7 separate regions of the Mus musculus genome follow, and regions 2, 3, 4, 5, 6 and 7 are each linked to region 1. Evidence: chromatin contacts called from public Hi-C, HiChIP or PLAC-seq and promoter capture Hi-C data. All regions are on one chromosome and are shown on one strand. Each heading gives the region's core, a stretch centred on a gene start, on an enhancer-like site or on the middle of the called end of the contact. The rest is flanking DNA. Distances are from core to core; before and after follow the strand shown. Region 1 holds the start of Taok1 (TAO kinase 1). Region 2 holds the start of Gosr1 (golgi SNAP receptor complex member 1). Region 3 holds the start of Cpd (carboxypeptidase D). Region 4 holds the start of Unc119 (unc-119 lipid binding chaperone). Region 5 holds the start of Rskr (ribosomal protein S6 kinase related). Region 6 holds the start of Blmh (bleomycin hydrolase). Region 7 holds the start of 2610507B11Rik (RIKEN cDNA 2610507B11 gene).

The links. Promoter capture Hi-C pulls out the DNA fragments that hold promoters and counts their contacts. Hi-C and Micro-C count contacts between places; a contact is called where the count stands out from the background. HiChIP or PLAC-seq counts read pairs in DNA pulled down with a chosen protein or histone mark. Capture Hi-C pulls out chosen DNA fragments and counts their contacts.
Region 2: a Hi-C map of B cells shows a contact between it and region 1, with 9 read pairs. The contact joins the promoter of Gosr1 here to the promoter of Taok1 in region 1. A contact is called at or near these places in 2 of 39 promoter capture datasets (cranial neural crest and neutrophils), 1 of 484 Hi-C or Micro-C datasets (B cells) and 1 of 115 datasets of contacts at active chromatin or transcription factors (large pre-B cells).
Region 3: an H3K27ac HiChIP or PLAC-seq map of extraembryonic endoderm stem cells shows a contact between it and region 1, with 3 times the contacts expected there. The contact joins the promoter of Cpd here to the promoter of Taok1 in region 1. A contact is called at or near these places in 2 of 39 promoter capture datasets (cranial neural crest and second pharyngeal arch cranial neural crest) and 1 of 115 datasets of contacts at active chromatin or transcription factors (extraembryonic endoderm stem cells).
Region 4: a contact with region 1 is called in a promoter capture Hi-C map of neutrophils, with 4 times the contacts expected there. The contact joins the promoter of Unc119 here to the promoter of Taok1 in region 1. A contact is called at or near these places in 2 of 39 promoter capture datasets (embryonic stem cells and neutrophils).
Region 5: a promoter capture Hi-C map of liver shows a contact between it and region 1, with 3 times the contacts expected there. The contact joins the promoter of Rskr here to the promoter of Taok1 in region 1. A contact is called at or near these places in 3 of 39 promoter capture datasets (cranial neural crest, embryonic stem cells and neutrophils) and 1 of 9 other capture datasets (liver).
Region 6: an H3K27ac HiChIP or PLAC-seq map of extraembryonic endoderm stem cells shows a contact between it and region 1, with 4 times the contacts expected there. The contact joins the promoter of Blmh here to the promoter of Taok1 in region 1. A contact is called at or near these places in 2 of 484 Hi-C or Micro-C datasets (embryonic stem cells and uterus) and 7 of 115 datasets of contacts at active chromatin or transcription factors (the SCID.adh cell line, embryonic stem cells, extraembryonic endoderm stem cells and 2 more).
Region 7: a Hi-C map of muscle stem cells shows a contact between it and region 1, with 4 times the contacts expected there. The contact joins the promoter of 2610507B11Rik here to the promoter of Taok1 in region 1. A contact is called at or near these places in 1 of 39 promoter capture datasets (cranial neural crest), 1 of 484 Hi-C or Micro-C datasets (muscle stem cells) and 1 of 115 datasets of contacts at active chromatin or transcription factors (cardiomyocytes).

Annotation. Positions count from the first base shown.
Region 1 is chr11:77,606,216-77,609,769 of GRCm38.p6, forward strand. It overlaps Taok1 (TAO kinase 1), which reads right to left and starts at 1,600. Exons shown (of 21, transcript NM_001364134.1): 1 at 993-1,600.
Region 2 is chr11:76,762,052-76,765,605 of GRCm38.p6, forward strand. Gosr1 (golgi SNAP receptor complex member 1) reads right to left here and starts at 1,527. Exons shown (of 9, transcript NM_016810.4): 1 at 1,469-1,527. The coding sequence starts at 1,499.
Region 3 is chr11:76,845,205-76,848,758 of GRCm38.p6, forward strand. It overlaps Cpd (carboxypeptidase D), which reads right to left and starts at 1,804. Exons shown (of 21, transcript NM_007754.2): 1 at 1,020-1,804. The coding sequence starts at 1,762.
Region 4 is chr11:78,341,931-78,345,484 of GRCm38.p6, forward strand. Unc119 (unc-119 lipid binding chaperone) reads left to right here and starts at 1,565. Exons shown (of 5, transcript NM_011676.3): 1 at 1,565-1,856. The coding sequence starts at 1,637. It overlaps Pigs (phosphatidylinositol glycan anchor biosynthesis, class S), which reads left to right. Exons shown (of 12, transcript NM_201406.1): 12 at 1-846. The coding sequence ends at 79.
Region 5 is chr11:78,289,319-78,292,872 of GRCm38.p6, forward strand. It overlaps Rskr (ribosomal protein S6 kinase related), which reads left to right and starts at 1,523. Exons shown (of 12, transcript NM_001287206.1): 1 at 1,523-1,621; 2 at 2,106-2,351; 3 at 2,437-2,520; 4 at 2,644-2,712; 5 at 3,087-3,156; 6 at 3,376-3,480. The coding sequence starts at 1,565. It overlaps 2610507B11Rik (RIKEN cDNA 2610507B11 gene), which reads left to right. Exons shown (of 39, transcript NM_001002004.2): 38 at 1-102; 39 at 486-1,307. The coding sequence ends at 665. Gm3948 (predicted gene 3948) reads right to left here. Exons shown (of 4, transcript NR_166889.1): 4 at 3,525-3,554.
Region 6 is chr11:76,943,830-76,947,383 of GRCm38.p6, forward strand. It overlaps Blmh (bleomycin hydrolase), which reads left to right and starts at 1,827. Exons shown (of 12, transcript NM_178645.4): 1 at 1,827-2,064; 2 at 2,413-2,610. The coding sequence starts at 2,052.
Region 7 is chr11:78,260,196-78,263,749 of GRCm38.p6, forward strand. It overlaps 2610507B11Rik (RIKEN cDNA 2610507B11 gene), which reads left to right and starts at 1,559. Exons shown (of 39, transcript NM_001002004.2): 1 at 1,559-1,722; 2 at 2,504-2,633; 3 at 3,395-3,444. The coding sequence starts at 1,655.

The DNA.
Region 1 (3,554 bases), core at 350-2,849:
ACAGATCATAACAGAATTGGGTGCATCACCTTACATTTCCTTAAGAAGGAATATCTGCTACATGAAAGTTTGTAACAATTTTCAGAGACTTTCTGTATCAATGTCATGCAAAATATTATTAACCTTAAAAAGTCACAGCCCGAGGCAAACGTCTGATTATATGAGTTTCAATGTAATAATTTCTAATAATTCTCAAAGAACTACAAAAGCCAAAGGGGACCCTTTAACAGTTCATCCAGGAATTCTCCCCTCTCTCAAAACAGAGTAAGAGAGACATCAAAACTGTTCTAACACGAGGCCATATCCCAACAGTAACAAGAGCGGACATACTTCCCATGGACATATCTCAGGGGAATATCCGAACAGTACTGTCATCGATTTAAAAAGCAAAGGGAAAAAAAAACTAAGCTCTCCAAGGGAAGCGCCATTGCTCCAGCCCCCCACCCCCACTTCTGTGTATGCATGGGTATGTGTACGAAGAAACTGACTTGTACTCCTGCAGCACTGCAGTAGACTAGAAGATGGGGGGGGGGGATGCTTCCATCACCCCTTACATTAGAAAGGTACAGACTTCCTTGGGGAGGAGTGGAAATCATCCAGTTGGCTGTCCAGAGCATTCTCCATTCCCAAGAATACAGACGCTACAAAGGAGGAGGAGCGGGAGCAGAGACCAGAAAGGGACCTCGCGCCTTTAAATCGGGGTGCACGTCAACTCAAATCTCCCTAACTAGAGCCACACCTTCTTAGAAACATCCCCTTCCACCACCTCTTCCGGTGACCCTTAGGAAAAAGGAATGCAATTGCTCTGGCCCCTCAAAACAGGAGGGCGCCCAGCTCACCAGTTTCTTCACCCCACCCACAGATTCACAGACCCTCCCTGTCTCCCTCCCCCACTCTATCCCCGATCTCTTCTTTCACCCGGAGAGGCCTGAGTGGGCACAATCTCCCCGCCCCCTCCATGTCTTCCTTTCCCAAAGCAGAGGTGCCCTTACCCCTTCGCCGGCAGGTCTGGGGCAGAGCAGACGGGCGCAGACCCCTGGAGCGCTCCGGTGGCCGCAGCGCTGGAGAGCGAGGAGTGAGGAGGAGGGGGCCCGGCGACAGACCGCCGCCCCCCCCCCAGCCACCCAGCCCAGGCTCTACGACAAGGGGCCGGGGGGAGGGAGGGGGGGACGAGGGGACGACCGGGGTCGAGGAGGCGCCCTTAACGCTCCGGCTCAGTTAAGATGGCGCGGGGGAAGTGCCGGGAGTCGCCGCCGCCGCCGCCTCGGGGGAACCGGACCGGGGCCTCGGCCGCCTCCGGTCCTCCCAGCCGAGGCCCTGTCGGTCCCCCGCCGCGGCCCCTTGGCGGGCGGGCCCACGCGCACCCCTCCGCCACCACTACCACCCCTGGGAAGGGGGCGCTCACAAAGAGAAGAGAGGCCGCGGGCCGTCGGGCCGCGGGGCGGGGTCCCCGGGGGCCGAGAGGCCTGGGAGGTTCGCGACTGCTCCGCGCTCTCAGCCCGCGAAGGGCGCAAGGCGAGTGGGACCCCTCCTCTCTCCTCAAGCGGGCGGCGGCACCGGCTCACTCTCTTCGCCACCCTCCCTCTCTCCTTCCAAGCCCTGAAGCCACAGAGCTCGGCCGCTGCCCAGGTTCTCTCCCCCCCCCCTTCCCGACACCACTCCCCTCCTCCCGACAGACATCTCAGCCTCAGATCTCGCGAGAGTTCTTGCCTGACAGGCCCGACCCTGCGCGAGACAGGACAGTATGCGCGCGCGGGCGCGGGCGCGCGGGCGTCCTCTCGGGAGTGCGCGAATACTTAAAGCTGGGCGGAGTGGCCCGAGTGGCCCGAGTGGCCCGGAGTGCTAGGCTTGGTCCAGTCCCACCCTCAGCTCGCCTTCGCTACGCGGGCGTCAGGTGCGTGCTAGTCAGTCCCGGAAATCCTGGGGAGAAGAGCTCCGCGCAGTCCTTCCCTCTTCCCACCTCCAGAACAGCAGCCTCCCACTAATACTGCCAAACTGAAACTTTGCTCCAAAGTGGAGAACATCTCATTCCTACACACACCTTAGTTGGACTCCTCGTGGGACTCAGGGATAAACTTCGCAGCATAATCACTATGTACCTGCGTTTGTGCGGTACTGATGGTTAGTTTGGGAACGGCAGTTAAAGACTTTCATATAAGCCATATTTGTGATGGAAGAAAAAGAACTTCAAAGGGCTTTGTAGACTTAGAGTAAAAGATCTTTTTCAGTATAAAAGAAGCAAGTTGGCCAGTAATCAGGAAGCAGAGGCAGGTAGATCCGAGTTCTAGGCCAGCCTGGTCTACCTAGTACATTCTGGGTTAGTCAGGGTTACACAGTGAAACCCAGTCTAAAAGCAACAAAGTAAAGTAGTCTATGTAGGAAAGAGGTAAATCTTAGCGTGGGTTTAGAAACAGTTTTTTAAAACACATACACACACACCATCTTCAGTCACCCCCGATCTAGTCTAGGACTTTAGCTAGAACAGACTGTAATTGTTATTGAGGATCTAACAAGTGACCTGGTAGTGATGGGTCACACCTGTATTCTGTAATCCCACCCAACACAAGAGGCTGAGGCAGGAAATCATGAGCCTGAGTTAGATAGAGGCCAGCTTGAGCTATACTTTAACAACCTCTCTAGATATTGACAGAGAGAGAGCAAGAGCGCAAGAGGGGGTTCAGAAATTAAGAGCAAGTTCTGCTTGGTCTTGCAGAGGACAGTTTTCCAGCACCCGTGTAAGACAACTCAAAACCAACACACACACACACACACACACGTTAATTAAAATCTTTTTAAAAAACAGAAAACTCAAAGAAGAAAAAAGAAAAAAAGAAGAGAGAAAAAATGAAAAAAAAATTAAAAAAAAAAAACAAAAAGAAAAAAAAAACAAAACAACAACAACAAAAAAAAAAGCCAGAAAACTCAGCTAGGTATGGTGGCGAACGCCTTTAATCCCAGCACTCAGGAGGCAGAGGCAGGTGGATTTCTGAGTTCGAGGCCAGCCTGGTCTACAAAGTGAGTTCCAGGACAGCCTGGGCTATACAGAGAAACCCTGTCTCAAAACAAAACAAAAAAAAAAAAAAACAAAACAAAAAAACAAACAAAAAAACCCACCTCTTTTAGCGGAGTATGGTGATGCACAATTTTAGTTCTAGTACTCAGGAAGCAGAGACAGGAGGATCTCTGTAAGTTGGAAGCCAGCCTGATCTACAAGGCAAGTTTCAGGACAGCCATGGCTCCATAGAGAGACCCTGTCTCAAAAAAGAACCAAATATATATATACATACAAACACATTCATACAGACACAAAGTGTGTGTGTTCCTAGTGTGGTGTCCTATGTACCTCTCCCAGTATTTTGTTGTTTGTTGTGGATGCAGGAGAATCAACAGTTCAAAGTGAAGGTTATCCTGGTATAAGGAATTTGAGCCAATCTGGGGTTATATAAAACTCAATCTCAAAATCAAGCAAACATACCAAAAAAAAAAAAAAAAAAGCCAATGCCCATGACTACAGTCATTTAAGAAAACATGCTGGGGCTAGGGGATGACTCAGC
Region 2 (3,554 bases), core at 277-2,776, 840 kb before region 1:
AACCCAATATGTATGTACATACGTACGTATGTATGTATGTATGCATGCATATATGTGTATGTGTGTGTGTGTGTTCATGGTGAAATTCAAATGAAAGGAGTAAACACAGGAAGGAATAATGTAAGAATGTCTCAGGACTAAAGAATATCAAGACACTGTGTCATTATATTTTGCAATCCAAGGCAGGAAGCAGAATTATATGGTGGAGTGTATCTACCCAGAGACCAAATCCCACTCCTAACGTCAGCTCAGCCACCTATTGTCTTTGAGATTTACTGATGATCCAGTTCATTTAAAAACCTCAAGCTTTCAGTTTTTCTATACATGCTTAAAGCATCTGGTACAAAGATATATTGTCAATATATTAATTGCTTTAATTATTACAGTATAGTGTTTCAAAAACCCACAGCCTAATGACTATCAATAATGACTATCATAGCAGCTACTCCTATCTACATAGTTTAAAAAGAAATTCTAGCTACGACAAGTATTTCCAAAGGGCATTTTAAATACACATTTTAAACTATAGGCATGTTTCTCTGTAATTCTATTTATCTATTTAGTCTAATGAAAAGCATAAAGTAGAATGTATTTTGAAAACATGACAGAACATAAAATTCAGTCCCTTAGATCTACTGGCTGATGGTGACAATACCATATTTCCCAGGGGCTTCATGGGACAAAAAGAGGAAATAGGCTTAAAAACTAAATAAGCAAAAGGTTAAATGAAACAAAGTGGGCCATTTCTGATCTCTGTGGATCACTGTGGACTAGGAAGGTTTTGTGTGACCTCACTTGAGTGGACCAGACTTTCAGGAATTAAATAAGCACAACTGAAGGTTTTCCTGGCGGGAGACGAACAGCAAACGTATTCATTAGAACCTTTTTTTGCTATCATTTTTAACAAAACCGATCTTGGAGTCCAGGGAAGAAGGTACAGTTATTTTCAGTATTCTGTCACCCAGTCGTCATTAAAGTCTCAATCTCAAATTGCCAGTTGGGGTCCAGGAGGAGACGACCATCCACTAAAATATCCCTGCAAGGCTGGCGCTGACAAGTCCCTCCTCACTCCTAGTTGTCTGACAGTGACCTCAACTCCAAGGTTCTGACTGCTCGTCTTCCGGGCTCTGGATATTGTTGCTCAACACCCTCCTCCCAAGAGCTCGTCCCCGCAGCCCCATCCGGAGAGCCTCACTACCCCTCACACACTTCCATCTGGAGCCTCAGGCGCCTCTTCCTCTCCATCCCGGCTCCCTCCACTCCCGGACCCAACCCCTTCCCAGGTCCGGCTCACTCCGCCCCAGCTCCTTCCCCAAGTTCCCAGGCCCAGGGCTCCTCTTGGACAACCTCATCCCAAAGTGTGGCTCATTCCGTAGCCTGGCTCTTCCCTCTGCTGCCTCCCTCAAGATCCAGCCTCATTAAGTTCACTCTGCACCCGGTGGAACCCACTCCGAGGCCTTGCCCTCACCTTCCCAGTAATTGCTGGTTCCTGCCGCCATCTTTGTTGCCCAACGTCAGTCGGGACAGGCGAGTAGAGGCCTTGAAGGCCAGAGAGTCACCTCCACGCCTTCTTCCACCCCCGAGCGCCGAGGCTGATGGGATACGCTAGCCTCCTTAGACACTGCCACCTGGTGGACAATTCGTTATTTTACAGCTTTAAGTAGCTCGTTTGAAAGCGTCGTTTAGCTGTTCTGGGTGTTCATACCACATCTTTTCAGTCTTCAGTCTTCAATTTCTTCATCTCGGATTGTTCTTTTCAGCGGGTGACTTAGAGGAGAGACACAATTTCCATTATCTCCCCTTAAATAGGATGTCTTGGGACCGGAGGTGGGGGGGTGGTGGTGGTGGTGTCAAGCTTAATGGGGCAGGTGCCTTGCCTGAATGTAAGAGGGTCTGGGTTCGACCCCCAGCATTCCATAAACAGAACATGGTAGTATATGCCTTTAATCCTAGTACTCAGAATGTGGGGATAAAAAGACCAGAAGTTCAAGGTCATCCTCAGCTACATAGAGAGTTCAAGGCTAGGTGGGGATAAATGTCTCAAGAAGAAAAAGAAAAAGAAAAAGAAAAAGTACCTTCAATCAGCATTTTCCTTTCTCAGAGCCAGTGGTTCTTTTCCTGCCCATCTTCCACTGTCCAGTATGTAAAGTTCCTTCCCTGGTTGACTTCCCTATGTCTACAGCAGAGCATCAGTCCTCTGTCCCTTGCTAACAGCTTCCATGTGCCCACAGCCTGAAGCTCACTGATGTCGTTAGACTAGCTGGCTATCCAGCCCCAGTTTTGGCTTTCCCAGTGCTGGGATTACAGACATATGATGACACGCCTGGCCTTTTCATGTTTGTCCTAGGGATCTGAACTCACATCCTAATGCATGCATGCCAAGCAATTTACTGGCTGAGTATAATATGCATTATAGTAATAAATTGTTATGTGTTGTTTAAGTCCATTGAAAAGCTGGTTGTGGACATAGGGTTGTCACCCCGTGCCCCAGTCACACACATACTTAATACCCAAGCATATTTCTTGTAAATTGTCCCAGAGACCCCCTGGCTGGGGATGGGCTACCTGGCTGGCTCTGTGAGAAAGCAATAGTGTAGCAAAATGGCCCAAAGAGTAAAAAATACCAGGTCCGGGAGGACAGAAGGAGAGTATCTGAGTTAACACACCGTGTCCTTGATCACAGCTGATCATTCCCTCTGACCTTCCTGACATAAAGATGCCCACGGTGGGAATGGTTCATTGGACATCTTACCTAAGAGAAGCCGTTCTTCCTGGAACCCTTTTTGTGGGTCAGAGAGAGGCTCCAACTAGCTGGTTTTTGCTCTCCAGGTCTCCTCCGTTGCTTTCTGCTGGATGACGTAAGTGTCTGATCTCATGAACTACTACCTCCTGCTTGCTGTCTCTTTCTTTCATTTCTGTTTGCTGTATACCTAAAAACCAAACTTGCTTGAAAATAGCACAGCGATTGCAGATCATTCTTTGTTCAGGACACTGGGCCATCTCCCCAGGTCCCTGGCTATGCATTTCTTAAACTCGATTTCCCATTGTTCTGTTTGGAGAACATCTTCTATTCTGCCTGCAGGGTGATTGACAGACTAGCGGGTGTTTCCCTGCCCGCTGCAGGTTGCTGCTGAACCTATCTGGTGAGCTTATTCCCATCATTGACTTTTTCAGGTCTTTTGCACTCACTTCTTCTTTTCTTTGTGGAGACTGTTCCCTGCTGATGCTTTTTAAAACCATTGGTCACACGATTGTTTATAGCTGGGTGTGGTGGCGTGCTCCTTTAATTCCAGCCCTTGGGAGGCAAAGGCAAGTGGATTTCTGTGAGTTTGAGATGGTCCGGTTTACACAGTGAGTTCCAGGACAGCCAGGGCTATGTAAGCAATGGTTCTCAACCTGTGGGTTGTGACTTCCTTGGGGTGGGGTGGAGGTGTCAAAGGACTCTTTCACAGGGGTTACCTAAGACCATCACAAAACACAGATATTTTCACTATGATTCATAGCAGTAGCAAAATTACAGTTATGAAATAAAATAACTTTATGATTTGGGGTCA
Region 3 (3,554 bases), core at 554-3,053, 760 kb before region 1:
GAGTTAGATCATAGCCCCTCTCCAAGAGATATGTTTGCAGCTCATGCACATTTTGTCATGGGGCACAGTTTCTGTCAAGTTTTAACTGAGTAAACCTCTCATATGTAGTTATAACAGCTCTTGTTACATACTAGGTTTTGAAGGTCCTCATACTTCTACTTTTTACCTTTTAAAACCCCACGCGGGCTGGAGAGCTGGCTCAGCCCGTTAAAGGCTAGGCTCACAACCAAAAATATAAAACCCCACAGGGTGCTTAAATGTTACCGATGTCAATGTCTGGCTGTACTACCGCAGTAAGAAAGAGTACAGCTGGCATCAGAAATGAAGCAGTTCTGATCTGTGGGGGTTTCCCCTTATTCCATACTCCCCTAAGCAAAATCAGAAGTAAAGGCAGGAGAATGGGTTTCTATCCAGTAGCAGAGGAAGTGACTGGGGGTGTCGTTTGCTATTTCTGAACTACATTCTGTCTCCCTGGCAGTGGAGCACTGAGTAACCAGGCTTAGATTCCCCGATGTTAGTCAACCAGTCTGCCCTTCAATTTCCCCGTATGCAAAACAAGAGTACCAGTGGTGTCTAGAGGATATGAGTGGTGTCTAGGTCGCCCGGTTGTGGTCAACATCGAGTGACATAATGCAGTCGCAGAAAGTGCTTGCCACAGTGCTTCTAGTGACAAGCTTAGCTACATACATAATGAAGGTGCTAACTTAGGAATCCTTAAAATCCGTACCCGTTGCTCATATACGATGGTCTTTCAAAAATAGGGATAGAATGGGAGGGGGGAAAAAGCCCCCCGGCTTGCCCTGCACAAATGACAGCCACAAGCAGGCTTCTTTACAGTTAGCAAGAGGAAGAGGTACTGCAACCTGGCCTCCGTTCCAGTTACTGGGTGTCACTCTCCACACCGACTGCCCCCGACCCCTTAGGCTGGCAAGCACTGTTTGGGCGCCTGCTGGCTGTCAAAATAAGCCTCCTGGCCTCGAAGGCTCACGTGGGACCGAAAGCAGTCAGGCAACGCTTACTTGTTCCTGCGGATCCAGTCGATGAGGGCGCGCACCTCCGGCACCTCATCCAGGGAAGGTGGCTCGCCGGTGCTGAACTGGTCAGGGAAGCTGCGGTTGAGGTCGCGGCCTCGGCTGTTGTCACGGCCGCTGGTCCCAGGCGGGCCGCTGTCGCCGAGGCCGCAGTCACCCTCGCGGGCACGTTCGAAGCCATCCGGGTTCAGGCTGGGCAGCAAATACACGTCGGTGGTGTTGAGCAGGCGGACCAGGCGCGGGTCCCCGCGGCGGTAGCCCGACGCCAGCTCGCGGGCCAGGTAGACCAACACCTGGCGTGACACCGTCTCGTCGCCGTGCATGTTACCCACCAGCTTCACCTGCGGCCGGCCGGGCAGCAGCGGCCCCGCGGCGTCCAGCCCCGCGGCGGCGGTGGGCGGCGGCCCCAGGCCCGCTGTGAGGCGCAGCACCCACAGCGGCCGGCCCTCCACCGAGCTGCCGATGCTGAAGAGACGCGCCAGGCCGGGTGGCCCCGCGGCCGCCGCCGCTTCCAGCGCCTCGCCCAGCGCCGCTTCGTGGTAGTAGTGGTCAAACTGGCCCTCGGCCGCCTCGGAGCCGCCAACGGTTGTCGTGGTCGCCTCAGCCTTCTTGATGTGCGCCGCCTGGGCCGAGCTCCTCAGTAGCAGCAGCAGCAGCAGCAGCGGTGGCGGCGGCAGCAGACGCAGGCGTCCCAGCCGCCAGGGCGGCCGCTCATCCCGGCCGCTCGCCATCTTCCAGCAACGCCGCTAATACCGCTCCGCTCCAGCGGCTCCACACTCCGGGAGGCGGCAGCCCGCCGGATCCCCTCCGCGCCTAGCAACCCCATCCCGCCTTCCAGCCTTAGCCAATCGTAGCCTTGAATGCTTGGGTGTCACTCTAGGGGGCGGGGCTTTCCTTAAAGCGGACGATTTTCCCTCTGGGCGTGTCTCCACTCCAGTCCTTAGGGACTTTAGTCGCTTTCCTTTCCTCCACTAAGGTTCTACCCTCTGTCTTCCCGCCTCCCTATTTCCTCTTCTACTTCTCTCGTTTTGTTTTGTTTTGTTTTGTTTTGTTTTGTTTTTTGCTCAGTCTCTTCTTTATGGCTTCTCCTCTGAAATTCTCTGAGAGCTTTTACTAGCCCCCTTCTTCGTTGCAGCATTTCTTAGCTACGCTTTAATGCTTTAGAGTCAGTAATCAAAAGAATCGAAAGGTTCCAAAGATTAAAGGACTCTTGAGAAAATCAGGAAGTTAGAAAGAATCTTAATCTCCTTGGAGAATCAAAGACCTCCTTAGTCCCATCTCCTTTGCACCTTCCTCCCCGCCCCCCCCCCATCCCCCTTGATCGGTTCTGCCTGGGCTTGAGCCCATCTGCCTACATGCAGTTGAAGAGAATGAGACACCTCATAAAGCAATCAATTCTATTTTTGATTTGTCGCGTGACTAGGTATCTCCTTTATTAAGTGGAAACTTCCATAGTAGGCGCCCTCTGTCTTAATGTGGTCTTAATTGGCCATTCAAAAGTGTTGGATTGTAACTATCTTCTTTGTGTGCTGGTCTCTGCTCTCACTGAGGAGATATCGTTTTTTAGTGACCTTACCCTCCTCTCACACTTCTTTTGAGTAGGAGCATCTAGATCACCTCTATACAGCCATAGCTATAGTTTTGGAATGCTGTCTTTAAGAGATAGATTTGCCATGTCTAGAAATACCTGCTTGGCAAGTGTACTTCCCCCAAGGTATTTGGGTAAGTCCAGAAAAACCTAACCTTCCAAGTAAAGTTTAATCACGTTAGCTTGAAGAAATTTGAAGTTTGGCAATCCTTTTATCAAGCGTGAAATTCTAACCCATCTAATGACATAATTGTGATAACCATTATCATTCCCTTCTTTCGGTGCTGGATGGTTCGAGTTTCTGAACTCTAATTGAATCTTCATAGAGCCCGTGGAATTCACTGATTACTGAGTATTTATTGAGTAATTGGTGTCTGTCAAAGCTAGAAGCTGGGAAGCAAGGCATTGCTTGCATAGTTAGAGATCCAATGCAGGGATGAACAATGCAATACATCTGTGGGGACATTCCTGAGGAAAACCTCATTCAGTCTGAGGAGAAGGCAACCAAGAAGCTAGGGAAGAAGCCAAGATGGGAGTGAAGAATTCTGGATAGAAGGAGGAGCATGCACGGGAGGTTGGAAAGTTTACGAGCAGAGCCTAGGTGTTCTAGAATTGTTTGTAGGTTCAGGTTACTGGTGAAGGGGATCACAGAGGTATCAATAAAGAGCCAAGGATGGGTTTGAAGCTAATTTAGAAAAATCTCCCCCTGGCAGTAACTTGAAGAACAGAATAGGCAATCTTAAACATGAGGCCAAGAGACCCACAAGAAGCACATAATCCAAGAAGGTACTGAGTCCTTGAACAAGGATGGAGCTGGTGGAAATGGAAAGAAATGGCTGGAAATGACTTTAGGGGTGAAATGGGACAGTTCCTGCGGACCCAGAGAGAGGATGGCAGGCTGGCTCCAAATTGAACATTGCCATGGTAACAAGCAG
Region 4 (3,554 bases), core at 315-2,814, 740 kb after region 1:
TGTGCCCATCCTCCTGTCCCTGGTTAAGATCTTTCAGGAAACTCGCAAGTCCTGGAAAAAGCCTGAGAAGATAGACTGATCCGGGCAGCATGTCAGAGGGAGCCCTCCTCTCTAGCCACGCTGGGAGGGTGTTGGGCCAAGAGACCAAGGCAAGGTCTGCTGGTGATGACATGTCTTCACTCTCGCCCGTGGGCTCTCTACGGATGGCACTCCACGATGGGCTCCCTTCCCCTCCTAGTCCACTGGCTTGCTCCTCCATGCCTACAAGCCTCAGAAGGTACCCTTCCTGATCTCCATATCTGGCTCGAACTTGAAAGCCTTTGTGTGCCTACCTCTGGACAGGGGTACTTTGTCCTTGCAGCCTGTCAGCACAGCATACAAACGCACTGAGAGGTGAATTTAGGGGAGTACTTGAGTTGAATTGTAGCCCTGTCCTCTCCACTTCTGAGACCACCTCCCTCCTTCCTCAGCTTCTTGACTGGCGTCACCCACTGGGGACAGCCTGGTCTAGGAGGCAGTGGCTTAGGATCTTCTACCTTGTGGCTAAGGTTCCCCTCTACCCTTTCAGAGAGGTAGTGTGGAACAGGAGAAAACATTTCTGACTTGGAACCCAACAGGCCTGAATCAGACTCCGGCTTCTGCACTTAACAGACTAGAGAGCATCAGCTAAGCCGCTCCTCGCTCCTCACCTGAGCCTCAGGTTTCCATTGGTGGGAAAGCACTGATGATGTCACCCTCAGAAAGGGGCTGGATTAAATGTGATAAGCCTGTAAAAGTGTTCTGTATATTGGGCTCTTTAAAAACATACATTAGACTGTTATTAAACGTTGGTTGAATATGAGTTGATATGGATGACCATAACTCGTTCTTGTGTGAGAAGCAGACTGACCTGTTCTAGCTCACCATGTGTTCTTCCTGCCTCCCGTCCTGAGCATCCTGGGGACGGCTCGACACCTGGGCTGTGCTGCCTGCATGTTGTAGGGTGCCTGCGGATTGTAGGGTGCCTGAAGCAGCTTTTAGCAGGAGTTCTAGTGGGGAGTAGCTTGAGCCAGTGACAGCCCTGGGATAGCAACTCAATTCAACAAAGGAAAATACTGGGTGGGTACTGGCTGCAAGGAGCTGTGTGGTAGTGCTAGGGTGTTACGAGGAACAGTGTATAGAGCATCTCTGCTTTCATAGAGCTGACCTTTGAGGAGGAAGGGTCAGGGAACAAGCAAGAATTTCACTTAATGTATTACAAAAAAAAAAGGGCTGGTTAGCTGGAAATTGAGAAGAAGTACTTTAGAACTGGGTGGGTTGAGACCTGGGCTGAAGTCAGGACAAAGGTATCAGGGAAAGACCTTGAGGTTGGAACCCAGGAGAGAAAGAGGAGAGGTATTCGGTAACTACATTGTCAAAAAGAATCTACATTGTCAAAAAGTTCACAAGGACCCCCAGGATTCTGGCTCCCCCGCTGGAGACGCCAGGCGGTGGGCGGGGTATGTGTGACCCGCCTCCCGTGGGCGTGACCAAGGCGGGACGGCACCTGGGGCCCGGCCGGGGGTGGGGCGGCGGACGCTCCCCCTTCCCCTGGCTCCAGCCGGCGCAAGCAGCGGCGGCGGTGGCAGCGGGCGAGGATCTGCGGCCCCGCGAGGCCATGAAGGTGAAGAAAGGCGGCGGCGGGACCGGGTCGGGGGCGGAGCCCGTTCCAGGGGCCTCGAACCGGAGCGCGGAGCCCACGCGGGAGCCTGGGGCGGAAGCTGAGTCCGGGTCCGAGTCGGAGCCGGAGCCAGGCCCGGGGCCCAGGCTGGGGCCGCTGCAGGGCAAGCAGCCCATCGGGCCGGAGGATGTGCTGGGGCTGCAGCGGATCACGGGTGGTGAGCACCGGCGAGGGAGCGCCACCCGCGGGCTGGAGGGAGAGCGCGGGAGGGGGCCCACGAGGCTCAGAGTCCAGCCCCCACCCCTCCCCCACGCAGTGCCCCTCCTCTGTATCCCCTTACTCTCTCTCTCTTTGCCTCCAAGCCTGAAATCTCTGTGCTCTTTCCCTTGGTCTCTTGATGCGCCCCCTCCTCTCCTTGAAGTGGCTTCTTTTCACCCCACTCCTTCTTTTTCAAGGGGCCCACCCCTTTTCCCATGGTGGAGGTGGGGCAGCAGCTGCATCTGTAACCCTTTCCCCAGTGGAGTCTTCGGAACCCTTTGAGGGTGCTCGCACAGAGGAGTGTGCCTCATTGCAGGCTGTCTTCAGTGGCCACATCAGGCTAGGTGGAGGCAAGGAAAACCTTCAGGCTCCCTGACCGACCGTTATAGCCCTCACTCTGCTTCCCCGAGGAAGGCTGAGGCCATACTCTGCCCAGGAACATTGCTGATACGGGTGCTTCCGTCTGTTGGCTGTGGGCCCTGTGATGGAAGCAAGTGCGTGACCCCCCTCCCCCCAAGTCAGGACTTGTTCTTTTTCCAGGGCTCTCTCATCAAGGGAAGGCTAGTCTCCACTGAAACTGAGTTTCTGAGCTGTGCTACCTGGATTAGAGTCCCAGAGTTTGCCCGGAAATTGGCTGTGTGACCTTGGGGATGTAATTTCATTTGCAGGAGCATGTTTGCTTTTTTTTTTTTTTTTTTTTTTTTTTCCCATCTGTAAAATGGGAACAAGAACAATGTTACCTCCCTCAAGGTTATTGTGAAAAATAAAGCCAGTCTTCTGATTTTGGACAATGTTTGGCATGCTGTGCACGCTGTCAACAGGGTTCCTTTATCAACAGTGTTGGAAGCTACATAGGACTGTTCAGAGTGGCTGCCTGCAGGCAGATAAGTGATCGTTCAGGGCCAAGGCAGGCACCGCTACAGACAGTGCACAAGGACTAGAGAGTCTTCTGGCAAAAGGTTGGCTGAGCCTTGAGGAATGGAAGGTATTTGGAGAGACAGTGGCGGGTTGCCTTGGAATGGGTAGGTCACCAGCAACCTGCTCCGGCTCCACTTGTGAGCTTAGACTTCCCTTCTCTGGGATGGACACGGGTGCTAGTGTGGAAATAAACCCGCTAGCCTCAGGAGCAGCAGAGCCCAGGGCTCCCAGACAGCTGTGGAGGGGACCAGGATGACAGGCCTGAGCTTGTGCATCTGGGTCCCCAGGGGCCTCCCTCCTCCTTCCAGGGCTAGACAGCGGCATTCTTGGCTAGACTTCCCCAGCACTTGCTTCCTTGGCCAGGCAGCCCTCAGTGGAGGGAGGGGCCTTGACCAGGCTGATGTGGAAGCCCGTGGGCTGCTGCCTTTTGCAACAGGAGACCTTACAGCTTAGCTTGGCCCTGTGCGTTGGAGGGCAGGTTCACTGGCCTCTGGCCTGGATAACTGGAGGCTTATTTTGCAATGGAGGAAGCTTCCAGGTGAAGTCACAGCATGTGTCTCCCAGTCTGGAGGAAATGGCATAGCATGTGGAGGATGAGTTAAGACAAGTGCCTCTTTAAGAGCCCTTTTCTGTGCAGGATTTGAAAACAGGGTTCCAGGCCTCTCCACCTTGCCTGCATCTTGTGACCCTAATCACACAGGGCTGAGGTTTGCTGTTTCTGGATTACCAGGCCTTGAAT
Region 5 (3,554 bases), core at 273-2,772, 680 kb after region 1:
AACTTGGTGCTACCCTGTCTGGAGTACCACAACAACACGTGGACATGGCTGGACTTTGCCATGGCTGTCAAAAGGGACAGCCGAAAAGCTCTGGTTGCCCAGGTATCTCGCCAGGGCTCATGGCTGTTTCGTTAGCAGGGACTGGCAAGCACATTGCCTTTTTAAGAGCCTTCTCTTCTGTGCTGTATTAAGAGATGGCCAGGAAAGGGGCAGATAATGACTGATCTGTCCTTGTTTGTCCATGCCTTTGCCCTGGTATGCTAGTGACTCATTAATTTTGAGGGAATTAAGGGCTTCTACAACATCAGCTTTATGATGGTTCTGATTAGATTGTAAGCTTCTTACAAGCAGACTATTATCTATATACTTTGAAGTGCCCTTTTGTGTTTACATATAAGCTTAATAAATCTTTGAATTGGTTCACTTTAAATTGTACACCCCGTTTCACTAATTTTTCCTTTCCTTTTATTCCTTTCCACTGCCAGGTAATCAAAGAAAAACTAAGGCTGAAACCTGCAACGGGGTCTGAGGTCCGGGGAAAGCTAGAAACAAAGTGTGACCTGAACATGCAACAGCAGGAAGAAGAGAAAGCTCGGCTCCTCATTGGTTTAAGTGTGGGCGACAAGAACCCTGGCAAGAAGTCCATCTTCGGCAGGCGCAAGTGATGTGGAGACCCAAGTGACTACAGTATAGAATTGACTCTGGCTCAGGATCCAGGGACTTGAGGGTGGGCAGAGCTTCCCTTCATCCTGCAGGATTTGTGGGGCATATGGGAACTGAGAGACATTGTTCAACAGCTGGCCTGTCCCTGCAGGGCATGGTGGACAAAGCGCTGGGTTCCCTCTCATGGGATTAGACCCAGGGCCACAGGGGCAAGAAAACCAGAAGACCCAGGGATTGTGTCCAAGCCTAGTATCCTGCTCTTTCGGGGCAACAGAAAGGGTTGGGGGATAGTTTTGATCAAGTATGATAAATTTTTATAAAGATATATATATATAAAACATATATATATATTTCTAAATGTAATTGCTCTCCCTTTGTGCCAATAAGCTAAGGGAAGGAGTCTGATCCTCTGTGCCTCACTCCACTGCCTTGTTGTCTAAGAGGTGTTGGGTTTGGGGGATAAACTTCCCAGTCTGTGCTCACTTGGGAGGATGGCATTAGGAGCCAGGGCTGGCCATGGGTACCTTACTTTCCTCCCTGGGGTATGCCCAGGAGAATGGAGAAAAAAGAGATTTAAAGAAAAAATATTTTAAATTTGATGTTGGCCTTTTTTAATTGTATTGAGTAAAAGCGTTCAAGTTGTCTGTGTCCTTCCCTCCTCACTAACCCAACACATTTTTTAACTGCCCCAGTAATGACTGGTCTTGTCTTTCTCCTCTGCCTTGAAGTCTTACCACAATCACATATACTTCCCAGTTTGGGTATGATGCTGACCTAAAGCTGATGGGTCTGTGTACACTGGAAGAGGTGGGGCTCATGGGTAATGCAGCATCAGAGGGAGGAATTGCTTATGTAACTTGGACAACAGATTTAGCAGCGCGAAAAGAGGCAGAGGCTGGAAATGGGAGCAGTAAGCTGTCGGCAGGGACAACACACCCGGGTGTCTGCTCCTCAGAAGGTAGGGTATGGGGCTCTGGTATAGGCTCTGGCTGCCTATGGGAGGGAAATGAAAGATGTAGGGGCCTGAGGCTAGAAAGTGCCCAGTTAGGAGACTGTCACTGATATCCATTGTTGGGGTGGGCATAAAGGCTATAGAACTCACTTATGCACAGGTTGTATTCCTGTTTTGTTGTGAAAACATAAACCTGTTATTGTCATGGAGATTTTGAATTAAGTCAAGGAAATTTAGGTCACATCACAAAGCCTGGGAATTTTCCTTCCCTCTAGATAAGTGGTTGTCAGCATGTGTGTTGTGACTCCTTTCACACGGGTTACATTAGATATCCTGCATATCAGGTACTTATACTGCAGTTATGAAGTAACAGTTTTATGGTTGGGGGTCACCACAGCATTGGTTAAGACTAGAGGAAGGGGTGCCTGTTAAGATGGGCAGAACCTGCAGTGCTTCATGAGCAGGCTTAGAATGGCTCCCTTCTCAGCAGGGTGACAACATCCAGGGTCACTGGGTCCAAGGCTGGAAGAGCCTCTGGTGTGGTATGGGGACCATCAGGTCAGGTCTGGAAGAACTATGGGGACTACAGAGGCATCAGTGCCTACATCAGGAGCTGCTCCAGCCAGCCCCACTGCTACTAGAGAAGCCTCAGTCTGAGTGGCCAGTGCCTCAGTTCATCAGCCTCTTTCTACCAGAGTTTCCCGTGAGGCCTGTTAGGGAGCAGCAGGAGCTGAAGGTAGGTCACCATAGCCCCTGGGAAGTGTCTGTTTTAGGGAGGAATCTACAAACAACCAGTCTCAGTTTCCCTCTTCTTTGTTCAGATTTTAGGCCTTGTGGCTAAAGGTTCGTTTGGAACTGTCCTGAAAGTGCTAGATTGTGCCCAGAAAGCTGTATTTGCAGTGAAGGTAGGAAGTCAAGCGATGTAGCTTACTCAGTAGATCCTGTTTACAATCTTTAGTTCCAGAGATTAGGGGGAACAAGTTAAAATAGCATGATTTTCATGAGTTACCATGCCTCTACACTTATAGGTGGTGCCCAAAGTAAAAGTTCTACAGCGGGATACGCTGAGGCAGTGCAAAGAAGAGGTTAGCATCCAGGTATGCAGAGTTCTGAAAGCATGGCTGGAGACCTGAATTTGTTGGAGAAAGTACCTTTTTCCAACTTACCTGGTTTTCTTGGGTCTACCTTCCCTGTATGTGTCCGTCCTGGAGTAGATAGCACCAAAGTAAATCCTGAGAAAAGTAGTTATTAGCTGAGGACAAGCTCCAAGTTCTGCCAGGGGACTCTACAGTGTATCGTGGTGTGCTCCTAAGCAGTGTGCTGGCTCCAAGGTTTTCCAAGAGTCCTAAATGAGTTCTGAATCAGAAGGTGAAGCAGCAGTTCACTTCTACACAAGGCAACATGTGATTTCTTAGCTGCCTTTATCATCAAGAAGCTTGTTTTCCTAACTTGCTGTTTTCTTTGTCCATAGCGACAGATCAACCATCCTTTTGTACACAGTTTGGGGGACAGCTGGCAGGGGAAACAACACCTCTTTATTAGTGAGTGACTGAGCTTTGTCTTCACCCCCAAAGATCCATATACTGCCCTCCCCACCTGACATTATTCTGCCTTTGTTTGGCTCCACTCCTCATAACATTTCTATATTCCAAAAGAGGGAAACAGATGGTGGCATTAGTTTGGGCAGGAGGTCCATAATGCCTTGAGCCTAGGCATTATGTATAGACCTCAGTATTGCCTAGACTTGTGTTACTTTGCAGTGTGTAGCTACTGCAGCATGGATCTCTACTCCCTGTGGTCTACTGTTGGTTGGTTTCCAGAGGATTCTATCCGTCTCTTTGCAGCTGAACTGGTCCTTGTACTGTGTAAGTGCAAATGTGGTAAAGGAAATAAAAAGGGGGAAATTAAGTTAGTGGGGAGGAGAAACAGAATTAATATT
Region 6 (3,554 bases), core at 577-3,076, 660 kb before region 1:
ACCACATCAAATTGTGGCGCAGGGAGGCTTACAGCTGATCTTGTCATGCGCTCCCACGCCTCCTGCCTTTGCTGTTACCTTGAGTGCCCTCTCTCTCACTCTTTGTCTCGTAAAATTCCATTCACTCTTCAAAGTTATCACCACCTGTCCCCCTTTTCTTTTTGTGGGGCTGGGGGCTAAATCCAGGGTCCTTGTGCACGCTAAGCAAGTGTTCTACTCTTGAGCCCAGCCTTATCACCTCTGTTTTTCTAGCGTCTGGCTCTCACTGCTAGCTACTACTTATATAGCACTACTGTGAGATAGCATAGGTTCTGTTGCATGTCTTTCCCACGTTAATTGTTTTGAATGTGTATGTCTCTGTGTATAGGTGTGCACATGGGATGAGTGCCCATGGTAGCCAGAAGGAAGTGTTGGCTGGACCCATTGGAACTGGACTTACAGTTTTCTGACTTGAGTGTTGGGACCCGAACTTGGGTCCCCTGGAAGATCATCAGCAAGTGCTTTTATCTGCTGGGCTATCTCCCAGTCCCACATCATGAGTCTCTTGATGACAAGATTAAAGTTTTTAATTTTTTTTATATCAGCAGAAACTTGCTGAGGACCTGTTACACCACAAATGTTGAATACAATTTTATTCTTTGGGCTGAGTCCAATTGGGCAGGAAGTTTGAACATCATTTTTATTGTTTATTTATTTGTTTGTTTATTTATTTATTTATTTGGTGAAAGGGCCCATGATTTCTTTCAGCATGAGTTGTAGCTTGTTTCTTTTTTCTTCAGAAAATGGAAAAAATAAAAAAAAAAGCCCCACAGGATAGGGTAGTTGATGGGCTCCCTTGGAGATGGTTGCTATGTCGAATTGCAGGTCTTTAGCTAAGTCTCTCAGGGACACAGAGACTGAATTCTCAAGTGACAGATGGCTGTCTGCATGTGGCACTTTCCAGACATCAGAATTCCTCTGAACCATGGGTGATTTTCAATTTAAGACTTAGGTTTTAGGCTCCATGGAAAATCTGAATAGTAAGGCTACAGTGTGCATTTGTACTTATTTTATTATGCAGTGGACTCTCCCGCCCCGTCTTGAAAAACTGATTAATTATCTCGAAGACTCTGTGTGTGTGTGTGTGTGTGTGTGTGTGTGTGTGTGATTTACAGGTTTTGTAGATATTAGCAAAAAAAAAAAAAAAAAAAAAAGCATAAAATTGACGTAATCATTCTCCTTAGCCCAAGCTGGGCTCAATAGGAACCACTCATGAGCCTTGCGAAGCCCAGAATGTGTAGATGAAATGAGCAGATGTGTATTTGTAGAACCGTGGTAGTAGCTTATGGGTGGGTGGGAAAGAGATTGGTTCCAAAATCCTTTCAAATACAAGAACTTTGTTCTCACTAGACTCTAAGCAACAAGTTGCAATTGAAAAAGATGAACAGATTGGTCAGCTAAGTGCCTACAGGAAAAGCCTTTGGGTGGATTTCTTGAGATCTGCCGTCCCATGGCTAATTTTGGGTCCCTTACTTCCTTTTCACTTCACAAAACCTCCTCTGGCTTCTCAAAGGAGTTCTAAGCGTCAGTTTCCCCAATGCTAGACAGTGAGGGATCTGGGTTCATCAGCACGGAACCCTCAGCCTCCTTCCTCTAGGAGCTTGGGATCCCGGGAGGGCGCCCTTGAAGCCAGGAAGAGGGATCACAGATGGCGGAGGGCGCAGCCGAGGCGAAGAGTGAGCAATGCTGGCAGTGGGGGCTGCAATCGTGGGTGGCTTCGCCCTGCCGCTCCCGGGCCGAGGTGCGGGCCCCAGAGTCTGAAAGGCCGCCCCTGTCGGCCCTCCCCCGGGCGGGGCTAGCCCCGATGGCGCTGACTCAGCAACGCGAGGGGGGAGTTTTGTCCCTCCGCGGACCCCGTTTCTCTCGGCCACCATTGAGCGGGTTTCCTTCTTCCGGCGCTTAGGGTGCGAGAACCAGGTCCGGCCAGCTAGGCAGCGGACTGTAGTGTAACCCCAGAGCTCACCTGAAAACCCTGAAAACTAACGTTTCCTCCACGAAGCAGTTTGGGCGCCATGAACAACGCAGGTGAGGCACCGCTGGTACCACGAGTGTTTTCCCGGGTCCTCTCCCGGGCTCGGCGGACCCGTGAGGCCCGGCGGCGTGAAAGGCCGTGGGATGGGATGGGGGTGGGTGGGGAGGGGGGGACGGACCTAGGCGAGGGCCGGGATGTAGCCCTCCGGGAGGGTGGGAGAGCACCAGGAGAGAGACGACATCACGCGGGGAGGATGCCGGGAGAGGGCTTTCTGGTACAGCACTCTGCAGGATGCTCTTGCGAAGTTAAATCTAGGATCTACGGTGACCCTATCCTAAAGCTGTCCCCGTCAGCCTCTTTGGGAGGGGATATAATTATAATGGCGTTTGATCTTCCCACAGGACTAAATTCGGAGAAGGTATCTGCTTTGATCCAGAAACTAAATTCTGACCCTCAGTTCGTACTTGCCCAGAATGTCGGGACCACCCACGATCTGCTGGACATATGTCTGAGGAGGGCCACGGTCCAGGGTGCTCAGCATGTGTTTCAACACGTTGTGCCTCAGGAAGGCAAGCCAGTCACCAACCAGAAGAGCTCTGGTGAGGTCTACGACTTCTTGCCTACTTTATTGACAGCAGCACATTTTGTTGTCCTAAAAATGGCCCTGGGATAACAGAGCTTTGTAGCATTGACAGAACTTGTAGTAAGCCAGAGAATAGGCACTAGAAAAGGGCAGGCCCAAGAACATCACCTGTGTGGTGGCTTCAGTGTTCTGTGGCCTATTAGCATTTAGTTTGTTTCCTAACGTGACAGATGGTGGTCTTTGAATGCATATCATCATGTTTTGATATTATGTGATGTTGGATGTGTGCGGTTTGTTCTCGTGCAGTTTTAATCTTAACAGTTCATCTAGAAGTAGCAGAAGAGAGAAACAGCTTATCAAGTTGCAGACAGATAAACCTAAAGCAAAAGATGAGCTATGTACTAACAGATTTGGCCTGTGCCAAATAATTAATAATTAATGGAAAAATATCCATACCATAGGAGATGTCCCAGAATTGCCCTAAAGTCCAAATGTATAAAATAGAAAAAAACATAAAGTGATTACAACAGATTGTAACCGGCTATTTTTAAATATGCTCTGTGGTTGCAGCTGGAGTTGCTATTCTCATAGTTCCTGTCAGTAGTTACTTTGTAGTATTTTGAGTTCTCATTCCTTGCTGGCTGAGAATTGTTGTTTTGCTGTCTGCTGTCCAGTTACAACTGTTGAAAATACATCTACACTGAGAGATTGGTTATCTAGGAATCCAAACAGGAGAAATAGTCTCAAAAAAATTGAACCAAAGGGACCTTGCATTTTTTTTCCCCTTATTTGGAAACTACTCCAAGTCTATGTGTATTGACAGAAAATATGTTATTGCTACTTAAGGCAATTCAAAGCTCAAAGGATACATTTAACATGGGTATTATTTTGCTGTGAGTCAATTATACCATAGAAAATTTGATTTTTAAATTTTAAAGGAAAAAAATTATGACCTTGCAA
Region 7 (3,554 bases), core at 309-2,808, 650 kb after region 1:
ATTGTTACTCTGCCACCCCTGCTGCATGCAGAGAGACCCCCAAAAGATGAATTCCAGTATGGAAATGTGTTGTGATGCCTCATTGACTTGAATTGAGTTCTTAGATCCTACCTGAACACTGAGAAACCACACTTGAACAAAAAGCTACAGATTTTGAAGATGAACCGGTGTGTGTAGTTTAGAGGATAGTTTGTGGATTTTGAGGATGGAAATCAATTCCTCGGGCCAGCAAGTGCCTTTACCTATAGATCCATCTCACAGGCCTTGAAGTTGTTATTTGAAGAGGCCAATCAAAAAAATCTGGAAGAATTATATGCAGATTAGGATCTGAGAACCAAGAACACAAAATACTTCATAATACCTTGGAACCATCTGGATTTCTTTATCTGGTACTGTGTTTATCTGGTACTGTGTTAGTAAGTCATTAGTCAGACACTGACTCATGAGAATAAGCATAACAGACCTTATCTACTTCCTTCATTTAACAATGAAGAATGCAAAATTCACTCTGGCTTGATTTGACCTTGAACTCTGTATTTCATGTAATTAAAATTGCTTCCCAGATAATCTGTAAAGGGTAAAACAATATTCACTATTTCTATATTTCACCCTGTTCTGGGTGGTGCTATACACAATCGCACAAACCTAAAAATACAGAATGGCTCTCCCCATGAAGGATGTTAGAAGATACTATCTGGCCCAGGCATGGTGACACATGCCTTTAATCCTAGCACTTGGGAGGCAGAGGCAGGCAGATTTCTGAGTTCGAGGCCAGCCTGGTCTACAGAGGGCTACACAGAGAAACCCTGTCTCAAAAAAAAAAAAAAAAAAAAAAAAAAGATAAGAAGATACTATCTGGAACAGTATTCAGACAGTAAACAAAGTTGGTTTCCTTGTGGGGTGAGATGATAGATAGCTGAGGTCTTTGAATTACCTCTTAATTTTCTCTGTAATCTTTTCAGACAGGATCACTTATGACCTACAGACACATAACTTTTGTTGTTGTTGTTTTGTTTTTTTGAGACAGGGTTTCTCTTTATAGCCCTAGCTGTCCTGGAACTCACTTTGTAGACCAGGCTGGCCTCAAACTCAGAAATCCGCCTGCCTCTGCCTCCTGAGTGCTGGGATTAAAGGCCTGCACCACCACGCCCGGCACCAGCCAGGCCGGCTCTTAATGGCCTAGGGAATGCGTTTTGGAAGTGGAACCTCAAAGTGGTAGAAACGACCCATCCTGGTCACCGCCCGGCGAGCTCGTGCGGACTCCGATCCCCCGCCCTCAGCGCGAACCCGGAGCTCCGCGGCGTGCCGCGCAGGCTGCGCTCTAGGTGTAGCGCGCAGGACCGCGCGTTCGCGGTCCGCCCCGCCCTCCCTCTCCAGAGCCACGCCTCCACTCCGCGCAAGCCGCTGGTCGGCCCTCAGGGCTCGCGCACGCGCGCGCGGGTTGGGGCGGGTCGGGGCGGGTCGGGGCGGGTCGTGGAGGGAGCCAGCCGGCTGGTCCACGAGCCGCCGGGGCGGGGACACGCGCGCGCGCACTAACGCTTCCTCGCCGTGCGTGTGCGTGCGCGGCCGAAGCCCGCCGCGGCGCTGTGCGGTTCCGGCGTCAGGGCCCGGCATGGCGGGGGTCGGGGCCAGGCCGGGCCGGACCCGGACCTAAATGCCTCTATTTCTCTCCGCGCTGTTGGTCTTGCTGCTGGTTGCGCTTAGCGCACTCTTCCTAGGCCGGTGAGGGGATTCTAGCCACAGGGTCGGGGGGGTCGAGGAAGACCGGCTGGAGGAGGCGCGGGTTGGTCGGGCGCCTTAGGCGGAGGGGGCGCGAGCAGGAGGGGGCGCTCAGCCGAGGCGAGGGGAAGCGAGGTGGGGGCAGGGGCGCTGAAGCATCTGGCTGGACCCGAAGCAATGTCCAGTCCGGGAACCGAATGTTTGCGTGTGAGGGAGGGGGCCTCCCTCGGTGGTCTCCCTTTCCTGCCCCGTTCGCCTCCGTGTCCTCTTCCCAGATTGCGAAGGGCACCTGCAGCCGCGCCCTGCAGAGAGGTCGGGAGGACTGGCTGGCTAGAGCAGAGCGGTGTTTGAGCAGTTCCGAGAGTGACCTCTGCCTTCTCGGAAACGGCTGCAGGGTGGGGACGCAGACAGGGACCCTCTAAGGAGTGTGCGATGACGTATTTAACACGACTGCCTTCACTTTGCCTTTTGAGGACCTCTTTTTACTTTGGGTTCCTAAAGATTTGAGGGTTTCTTTGTTTATTCTTTCTTTCTTTCTTTTTTTTTTTTTTTTTTTTTTTTTTTGACCTCTTTTAGAGGGTGAGTTTCGTTTGCCTAGTTTTGTTTGAATTTAGGGGCCCGTAGTTCTGGTTGTTGTGCCTAAATGAGTATGACTAGAGAAATATTTTAGGAAAATCGTAAAGTTCCTAAGAAAAATCCGGCTTCAGGATACCACCCCTTGCAAGGCCTTTCTAGAATCAAAAAGGGTAGAGGGTCTTATAATCCAACTGTTTTTTTTCTGCAGGTGGCTTGTGGTCCGGTTGGCCACCAGGTGGTGTCAGCGCAAGTTGCAGGCAGAGCTAAAGATTGGCTCCTTCCGATTTTTTTGGATCCAGAATGTCAGTCTTAAGTTTCAGCAGCACCAGCAGACGGTGGTGAGTTCCGGGAATTGCAGAGAGAAAGAGAGAGAGAGAGAGAGAGGAGAAGGGCGGGAGTGTGTGGTGTGTGTGTTGGTTTGGAGGGGGTTTCAAACTTTAGCTTCCTCCATGGGTAGTTTTCCTAGTTAACTCCACCCTTGTTGTTGTTGTTTTTGTTGTTGTTATTATTATTATTGTCAAGAGGATCTTAGGAGCTACTTGGAGGACTCTGCAATAGATGCCAGTTGTTTCAAGTGTTTATGGGACTAGATCTGGTGGTATAAACCTGTAATTCTTGTTTCTCAAGAGGCCGAAGCAAGAGAATTATAAATTCAAGCTCTGCCTAGGCAACTTAGTGAGTGCTTCTCTCAAAATTAAAATGAGCTGGAATAGTGGTTCAGTGGTAGAGCCTGGTATCTGCTGGGTCCTCTTTAGTATCTAGTACCAAACTAATGACACAGAGTATCCAGGGTATGGAAGAAAGATATGGAAGTAAACAGAGAAAGATTACAGGAAACAGCAAACTCACTGTTCTAATTTAAGAGAGGAAATAGGGTGGCAACTTGTTCATAAAAAGAGAACTGCTAAGCAAATTCAGCTAACATCATCATGAGGAGCAGGATAGCCACGTTGATCAGAGAAACCAGGGAAAGAGGATTTGTCGGGAGGACCAATAGAACTCCCTTCTCCTGGGACTCAGGACCTTTGCTGGTTCATAAACCTGCCCATCATTGATTTCCTAGCAACCAGGTACACGGCTGTCTTTACTGTCATTTTAGGAAATTGACAACTTGTGGATTTCCAGCAAACTCCTTAGCCATGATCTGCCGTGAGTACTCTGTGTCCTTACTCTGCCCTTGAGGAATATTTTGAGGTTGAGTTTTGACAATAAAATTCTTCTACGGAGACATTTTAGTCGAGGTGGGAGGGACGTTCTTG